Regions from separate parts of the Macaca mulatta genome. Here region 1 is linked to region 2. A link is a contact called in public Hi-C data. All regions are on one chromosome and are shown on one strand. The core of a region is the stretch at or near the end of the contact, and the rest is flanking DNA. Distances in the headings are between cores, read along the strand shown. Region 1 holds the start of TMEM151B (transmembrane protein 151B). Region 2 holds the start of SPATS1 (spermatogenesis associated serine rich 1).

Region 1 (3,488 bases), core at 617-3,116, 73 kb before region 2:
GTACTGTGTGTGAATGGAGAAGGCAGGGGTAGCCTTTTGTCTCTTTGGAGCTCTAGGGCTGGCCAAAAGAGCTAAACTGTCCCTCCTCCAAAGCCTTTTGAAGTGGAGACAGAAAGGCAGTGGGGGTGAGTGTCAAGAGGAAGATTATAGTGCCTAAATGGGGAGCACGAGAGGATCCTCCGTAGGTTTGGAAAGGCCAAGGTTAGGGGCTCTGCTCTCTGTGGGCAGTGAGGACTGAATTGCGTGGAAGGGGCTGAAACTGGAACAAGAAGGGCTGGAGTTAGCTGTGAGGCCAGCTTCCCAAAAAGCATGGGCGGGAGATGCTGGAATGAGTCACCAAGTGAGATTCTGCCTCTGCCAAGGGAGTGAACAAGACCACCGCCTCTTCTGGACAGCCGCCTTCCTCTGGGCAGGGAGAATGGGCCCATCAACCTGGAGAGGGCCATGCAGGCTGGATAGCTCTAAGCAATAGGTGGACAGAGAGCCACCTTCACCTGCCTGGAAAGGGAAGAGTACTAAAACGAAGACAGGGCCAGGAGTGTACTAGAGGGGTGGGAACAGTGGCTGTTCCCAATAAGGGGAAGGAACATCCTGGGCAGATCAGTGTGCTTGTACCCTATCCCCCAAAATCAGACATCAAACTAACTCCCTACCCACAAATATTCCCCATAGACTTTTGAGTGGGAAAGATCTGAATTCTAGGACTAGCTCTGTGAGTGCTAGCAGGTGACCTTGAGTAAGCCATTCACTCTCCCTCTGCCTTGGTTCCCTATGAGTAATTGGCGAGAACAGTTACTGTATGTCAAAGACTCTAATGACACATAGTAGGATTCCACAGTAACTGTGTATGCACAAGATTGATCATGCATGGCTTTTATTACATCCTTCATAATGGTTGGTTTTCCTGTTCTTTTCTCCCCATTAGACTTTGTGCTCCTTGAGGGAAGGAAACTGTGTTTCACTTCTGTACTGGTTACACAATAGGTACCCAACACCTGTTTACTGAATGGAGACATCCAGGAATGAATGAATGAATGTCAGGGTCCTTCCTGCTGTGCCAGGGAATGCAGGCAAGAGCAGTGTGGGATGGCCTGAAAGGATAGCCTGCTTGCAATGGCTCAGCCTGGCCTGCTTCCTACACCCACAAGTCGGAGCCTTAGAAATTGTCCAGTCAATTTCCTCACTGCACAGATGAAGAAATTAAGGCTCAGAGAGAGGAAGGCACTTGCCCAAGGTCACATAACTCCTTAATGACAGAGACAGGATTGAGAATTAGAACTCAGGTTTCCTGCCCTCCAGCGTAGGGCATTGCACACACTTCACTGCTTCTCTGGAGCTGCTCTTTTAGGGAAGGAAGATGGTTCAGTGAAGGCCGGTTCCAATGTCCTCCCTCTGCCCTCTGTTAGTCCTTTCCCACCTCTAGCTTCAGTCTCTTCCCTTTCACCCTATTCCATTCCTCTGGAAGTCTAGCTTCTGCTTTAACCCTTCACCATGCAACTGGGAGTAAGGATCTTCCCTAGGGTTTCAAGGATCAAGTTCCTCTCCCCACTCCTGTGCCCCAGGAACTTGGGGGAACCAGAGATGTGTGTGTGTGTGGCGGGGTGCTGTTAGTTGAACCTCGGGGACCCAGTCCACGGAGAACAGATGGAGAGGAGTTGCGGCATAGATTCTCCCAAGATGGGAGTGCGGGAGGGAGGTGCAGTGAGCAGGGCTGGGAGCGGGGAAGGGGTGTGGGGAGTCCCTGTTGCTTTACCCCTTCGGGGGGTGGTTATTAGGTAGGCTTGGGAAGGCGGAGTTTGGGGGGCTGGGGGCGGGGCTCGGCTGCGCTGGGAGGAAGGGGGGGCGCGCTGGCTCCAGCTCGGCTCAGACAAAAGGCGGCGGCGGGAGCGGGCGGGAGGCGGAGCGGCGCCGCGAGGGCCTCAAGGTGACACCCGCCCCCGGCCCCGGCCCCCCCGGCCCGGCCCCCCTAGCCTGCCTCCCACCCCCAACCCCCAGCCCCTTACTCCCGGTGCCCTTTCCGGGCCCCCTCCCCCCGGCGGGGGGTGGGGAGCAGCGAGGGCCCCGCCCCCTCCCGTCCTCTCCCCAGGGCCCGCGCAGGATGCCCCCGGCCCCTGGCAGCCCCCCGGGAGGTCCTGAGCTCGACGCGCCCCCTCTACGCCATGTCCCCCCCTGGCTCGGCTGCGGGAGAGAGCGCCGCCGGCGGCGGCGGCGGCGGTGGCGGCCCCGGAGTCCCGGAGGAGCTCACGGCGGCGGCGGCAGCGGCGGCGGCGGACGAGGGCCCCGCCCGAGAGGAGGTGAGAGTCGAGGGCGCCCCTTCCCCGAGCGCGGCCGCAGCCTGGCCCCCCATCCCCCATCGCACGCGGCCCCCGCCGGTTCCGCCGCAGCGCGGCCGGCGCCCCGCACCCCGAGCCGGCAGCTGCAGCCGCAGTCCGCGCCGCCGCCCCCACCCGGCGGCGGTCCGCGGTGCCGGGGAAGGGGCCGCGCCGGGGGCGGGGCTCAGGGGTCCCGGGCAGGGGGAGGGGCCTAGGGGCGGAGCCTCGCGGACCCTGGGCTTATGAGAGAGGGGACTAGGCTCTACCGGGGTGGGGACGGTGGCAGGGATCCTGTCTCACAGAGGGGGATGCTACCCTGAAGGCCAGGAAGGGAGACCTGTAGGGGCTACAGAACGAGGAGGGTACCATGGGGAAGTGGTGGTGTTACCTGATCTAGGACCCTAAGGAGGTCAGATGTGTACAGGGGGATCCCCCCTGTGGTCATTGGGAGTGTGTGTGTGGGAGGGGGGGTGTGCACCTCTCACGAGGCTCCTGCTGCTTCCTCATATCCCTAGTTGGGGTCACTAGTCCTCAGTCCTCTGAACCTGAAGACAAAGAGACGGAGGAAAGTACCAAGAGCACCCCCACTCCAGCCTCCCATGCACACTTGTGCACACGCATGCACCCTGCACTAGGGCAGAGGCACACAAGAGGGGATAGGCCTGCAGGTAAAGCCCCTTTCAGAGGTACCCACATGGGGACAAGCGCACAACCAGGTAGGCACACGAAGGGGCCCATGTGTTCATACCTCCTAAGGACAAGGCTCCCCGAAAGGCACATGTACCCTAACCTCCTTGTCCACATGTATTGTGTGCTATTTCCTAGCTCGCCTAACTATCCATACTTCTAGATCCAGGGCTCGATGCCTATTATTGTACCTTCTTTTCCACTCTTTTCCTCTCTTCCCTCTCTTCCCTGGCTGGCCTCTAGGTCAGGCTTGAGGAATTGAGGGGGTAAGTCAGGATCCCAGCAGGCAGCTGTGTGTGTGTGTGTGTGGTGGGGGGATGGGTTCCTAAAGCTAGAAAGCAGAGAGGAGGGGTGGGAAAACAGGCCACTACAATAAATCAAACTCAACACTCAATTAGGATGTGGCTGCTGGGGGCCAGCACCACGGTAGGCACCTAGGATGCAAAGAGAATGAAGTGTGGGTCCTCAGGAGTACCCAATCTAGTGGGG
Region 2 (3,504 bases), core at 471-2,970:
TATATATATATATATATATATATATATATATATATATATAATGTTAACACATTTGTGCACAGAAGAAGGGCAGAGAGGAAGTAGCCCCTAAATATCAGCAGGGGTGTAAATCACTAGCGGTATATGACATACATGTGCATAGAAAAAGGGCAAGGAGGAAACAACTCCTAAATATCAGTAGGGGAGATTGTGTTTTCTAGGAGGGCCACAAGCTCCCCTGTGCCCTGTGCTCTTCATACAGTATGACCATGGTGGAGAGGTGTGATCTAAGTTCCCTCTCCATGCATTTGTGACTGTGGAGGCAATACAACTTCCGCCTGGTCCTCCTGGGATGCTCACATTGGAAACTGACACTGGTGTTAGAAAGCACATGGAAAGGCCACACATGGGTGAACTGGCGCTAACCCTGCTGACCTCAGCTGACAACCAGCATCAATCACCAGACACATGAGTGAGGAAGCTCCTCTGTGACCTCTGACTGAGACCCTGTGAGAGACCCCAAGCATGAGCAGCCTAGCTTAGCCTAGCCAACCACCAGAATCAGAAATTAAAAATGGATGTTGTTGTTTAAAACAACGGAGTTTGGGGGTGATTTGTTATACAGCAATAGCTATCCAGAAAAAGAGTATTTAACTTCTACGTTGTGAGATCATGGATATTAACAATACTTTTCCATATTTTCCAATATTTCTATAATGACCATTTATTTCTCTTATAATCAGTAATTTAAAAAAGGGAAAATTTGGTCTAAACACGAATTTAGGGACTTAAACTAGACTTGGAGAAAAGCTTTCTATGCAAGATTTATTAAATACTGGAAAGGATGAGGAAGATAAATTTAAGTCAATATGATGGAAAGAGTGGTGGATTTGGAATGAGGAAACTTAGAAATGAATCTGTTTTCTGGGTGACCTTGAGCAAGCCTTTGCTAAAATTTGGTTTTCTATTTTGAAAAATGCAGCTGGCTGCTTAAGGAAGATAACATCCACCAGGGCGCCTGGCCCAGAAAAGACACTCTGTAAGTGGTAGGTGGATCCTGTCTAATCAATGCCAATTATAACCAGGCATCTGCAAGCTTTGTGGAGGGCGCATCTTTCACTGCTACCAGAGCCTACAGTTCTAATAATGAAAATTGCCTGGAAAAGAACCACAACTCTTAAAAAAAAAAAAAAATCCAAAACCACAAAGTGGCTTTTGCAGCGGTCCTTGCCTGTGACGCCGGGCCATGGCTGGAGCCCCTAGCTCCTCATCTCTCAGAAGCCTCCATCCTGTATCAATGGCAAGAGAGTCCGGGGGTGACAGACAGTGGGGCCGGCAGCCGAGCCAGGCAGGACGCTGCGCGCCGAGTTGCTGGAGCCGGTGTCCCGGCAACCCTGGAACGCGCCTCCGTGGGAGAAGCAGGCGGCCGCAGCGTCCCTTTTGCTCTCGGCTCTCGGTTCCTCGGCCTCGGCGTGGCGTGCGTTCGGCAGGCAGTTTGGCTGCCAGTTGGTTCGTTGGTCCCAGCCGCATGCTCCGTGGAGGCCTCTGAGCACAGACCGGGGCCTCCCCTGGGGAAGGGTGTGGGAAGACTCTGAGGTGGAAAAGAAGGAGCTGGATGGGGGGGTGCAGCGAGCCTGGCTTGGGCTGGGGGCGGACTTGCTGGAGCTCCGAGGGCTTCCAAACCACGCATCGCCCAGGTGGAGGGAGGGAGGCTCTGGTTTAGAGGCCAGTCCTGCCCGCCTGACTTTCGGTGGCTTGTGGAATTTGTTTGTTTTGACTGATACCTTTCTTAAGAGGTTCTTTTCTTTGTCTCTGGGTTGCTTCTAATATTTAAAATCAACATGTGCACAGATGAGTCCATCCATGATCACTGGAAACGGTCCACGGGGCTGCTGTCTCCCCTCTATCTCAAGCGCGACCCGCGGCAGAGAGCTGGAGAAGGTTCCAGAAAAAAGGGACTCTGGCATGACCGAGGTGGAGAGGACCTACAGTTGAGTTCTAAGAAATCCAGAGCACTCACTGGGTGTGGAGTTGGTGGCCACATCCAAGTATACTACATCCGGGGGCGGGGGCAGGTGGAGGGCACCATTTGAAATTTAGAAGGAAGCTAATTTGGGGGCATGTAAAAAGAGCTGCTTGAATAGTAGCTTATGGCTGTGCTAACTCGAGATTTGATTAGGCAGAGAGCACCACCGAAGCAGAGTCTCATAAATTACCTCACTGGATCTCCCTTATGAGTAAAGGGAGCCAGAGATTTGACCTTCCCAGTGCTTGGGTTAATAAATGGTGAGCCTGGGATTTGACATGAGCTTGAGATTTGACGTGAGTCTGCCATACTCCCGAGCCTGTGTCCTTTCATCTTTGCTCAGCTATTAATAGGTTTGTGTCACTGTTTATTGGATGGGACAGTTTAGGTGGGAATTATGAACACTTTAAAAATTAAATGATGGCTGGTAGCTCCATAATTGGTTAAGGCCAAGGAGGATATTCAGGGACGCGTTTGCCTTTAGAGAACAGTGTCATGGCGCCTGAACAGCCACAGTCGCCCAGAAAAGCTCAGAGCGCGCCTGCGCTCAAGTTGTCATTTACCTGTTATGGGTGAGAGGCCTGAGTGCTGCAAAAAGGGATTGTGAAATGTCCAGACTTTGCTGGATCAGATCTTAGCTTTCTCCCTGGTCTTCTGTATTCTGGGTCTGTGATCTCATTCTCCTTCACAGTGGGGAGAAAGGAGGGAGGTACAACTCATTCCACCCAGCTATTAATATAAGCTGGGACCGCAGAGAAGGAGGAGCTGGAGGAGTTAGAACTATTAATTGTCCAAGTGTGTCTGGAACAGCAAGGAGAAAAGGGTTCTGGGATTCTCAAACTTTAAGCTCCAGACCTTCCTGCAGTTTCCAGTTTGGTTTGGGGTAAAGGAAGAAGCTGCTGTTTTAAGGATGTCCTAGGGAGGATCCATGTTTTTGAGTTAGGGGTACCAGAAGGGCACCAGGTCCCAGACCACATTAATGAAAGACCCATGGTGTCCTTTCCTGCTGTGTAGGAGAGTCTATTCAGGAAAACACATCTGAGTTTAGCTTAACATGGAATCTATGGATTTCAGGAAGGAAGGGGCTCCACAAATCAATTGAAGATACGAGTGTGTGTGTGTGTGTGCATTTTTCCATCAGAGAAACGATTGCTTTCATTACTGCTTATGGGGGAGGGGATATAATAAAAAAACAGGTTAAAAATTTCTGTCCTTGATCCTTAGGCCCATTATGAAGCAGATAAGCAGGGGTGGGAAATAGTGTTTGGTTAAATGAATATCCATGTTAAACAAACATGGCTTGATGTATTATTTTTCTCCCTGCCAGACAGAGCTATTGTGACAATCAGCTGAGATGACAAACATATGAAAGTGCTTTGGTTATGTAAGGTGTTATTCCTGCCTAAAAAAATGGAAATAATTATCCTGAATTCCACAGATGGCAATAAAGAAACAGACTTTCTTCCAAATTCTCTTTTTTCCCTTGAATTCCTTTCTGG

What was found. A called contact is a pair of places that touch in the nucleus more often than the background predicts.
Region 1: a contact with region 2 is called in a Hi-C map of liver, with 15 times the contacts expected there. The contact joins the promoter of TMEM151B here to the promoter of SPATS1 in region 2. A contact is called at or near these places in 5 of 14 Hi-C or Micro-C datasets (cortical neurons, fetal cortex germinal zone, fetal cortical plate and 2 more).

The regions. Positions count from the first base shown.
Region 1 is chr4:137,844,839-137,848,326 of T2T-MMU8v2.0, reverse strand. It overlaps TMEM151B (transmembrane protein 151B), which reads left to right and starts at 1,866. Exons shown (of 3, transcript XM_077999839.1): 1 at 1,866-2,294.
Region 2 is chr4:137,771,818-137,775,321 of T2T-MMU8v2.0, reverse strand. It overlaps SPATS1 (spermatogenesis associated serine rich 1), which reads left to right and starts at 1,720. Exons shown (of 8, transcript XM_078001047.1): 1 at 1,720-1,969. The coding sequence starts at 1,831.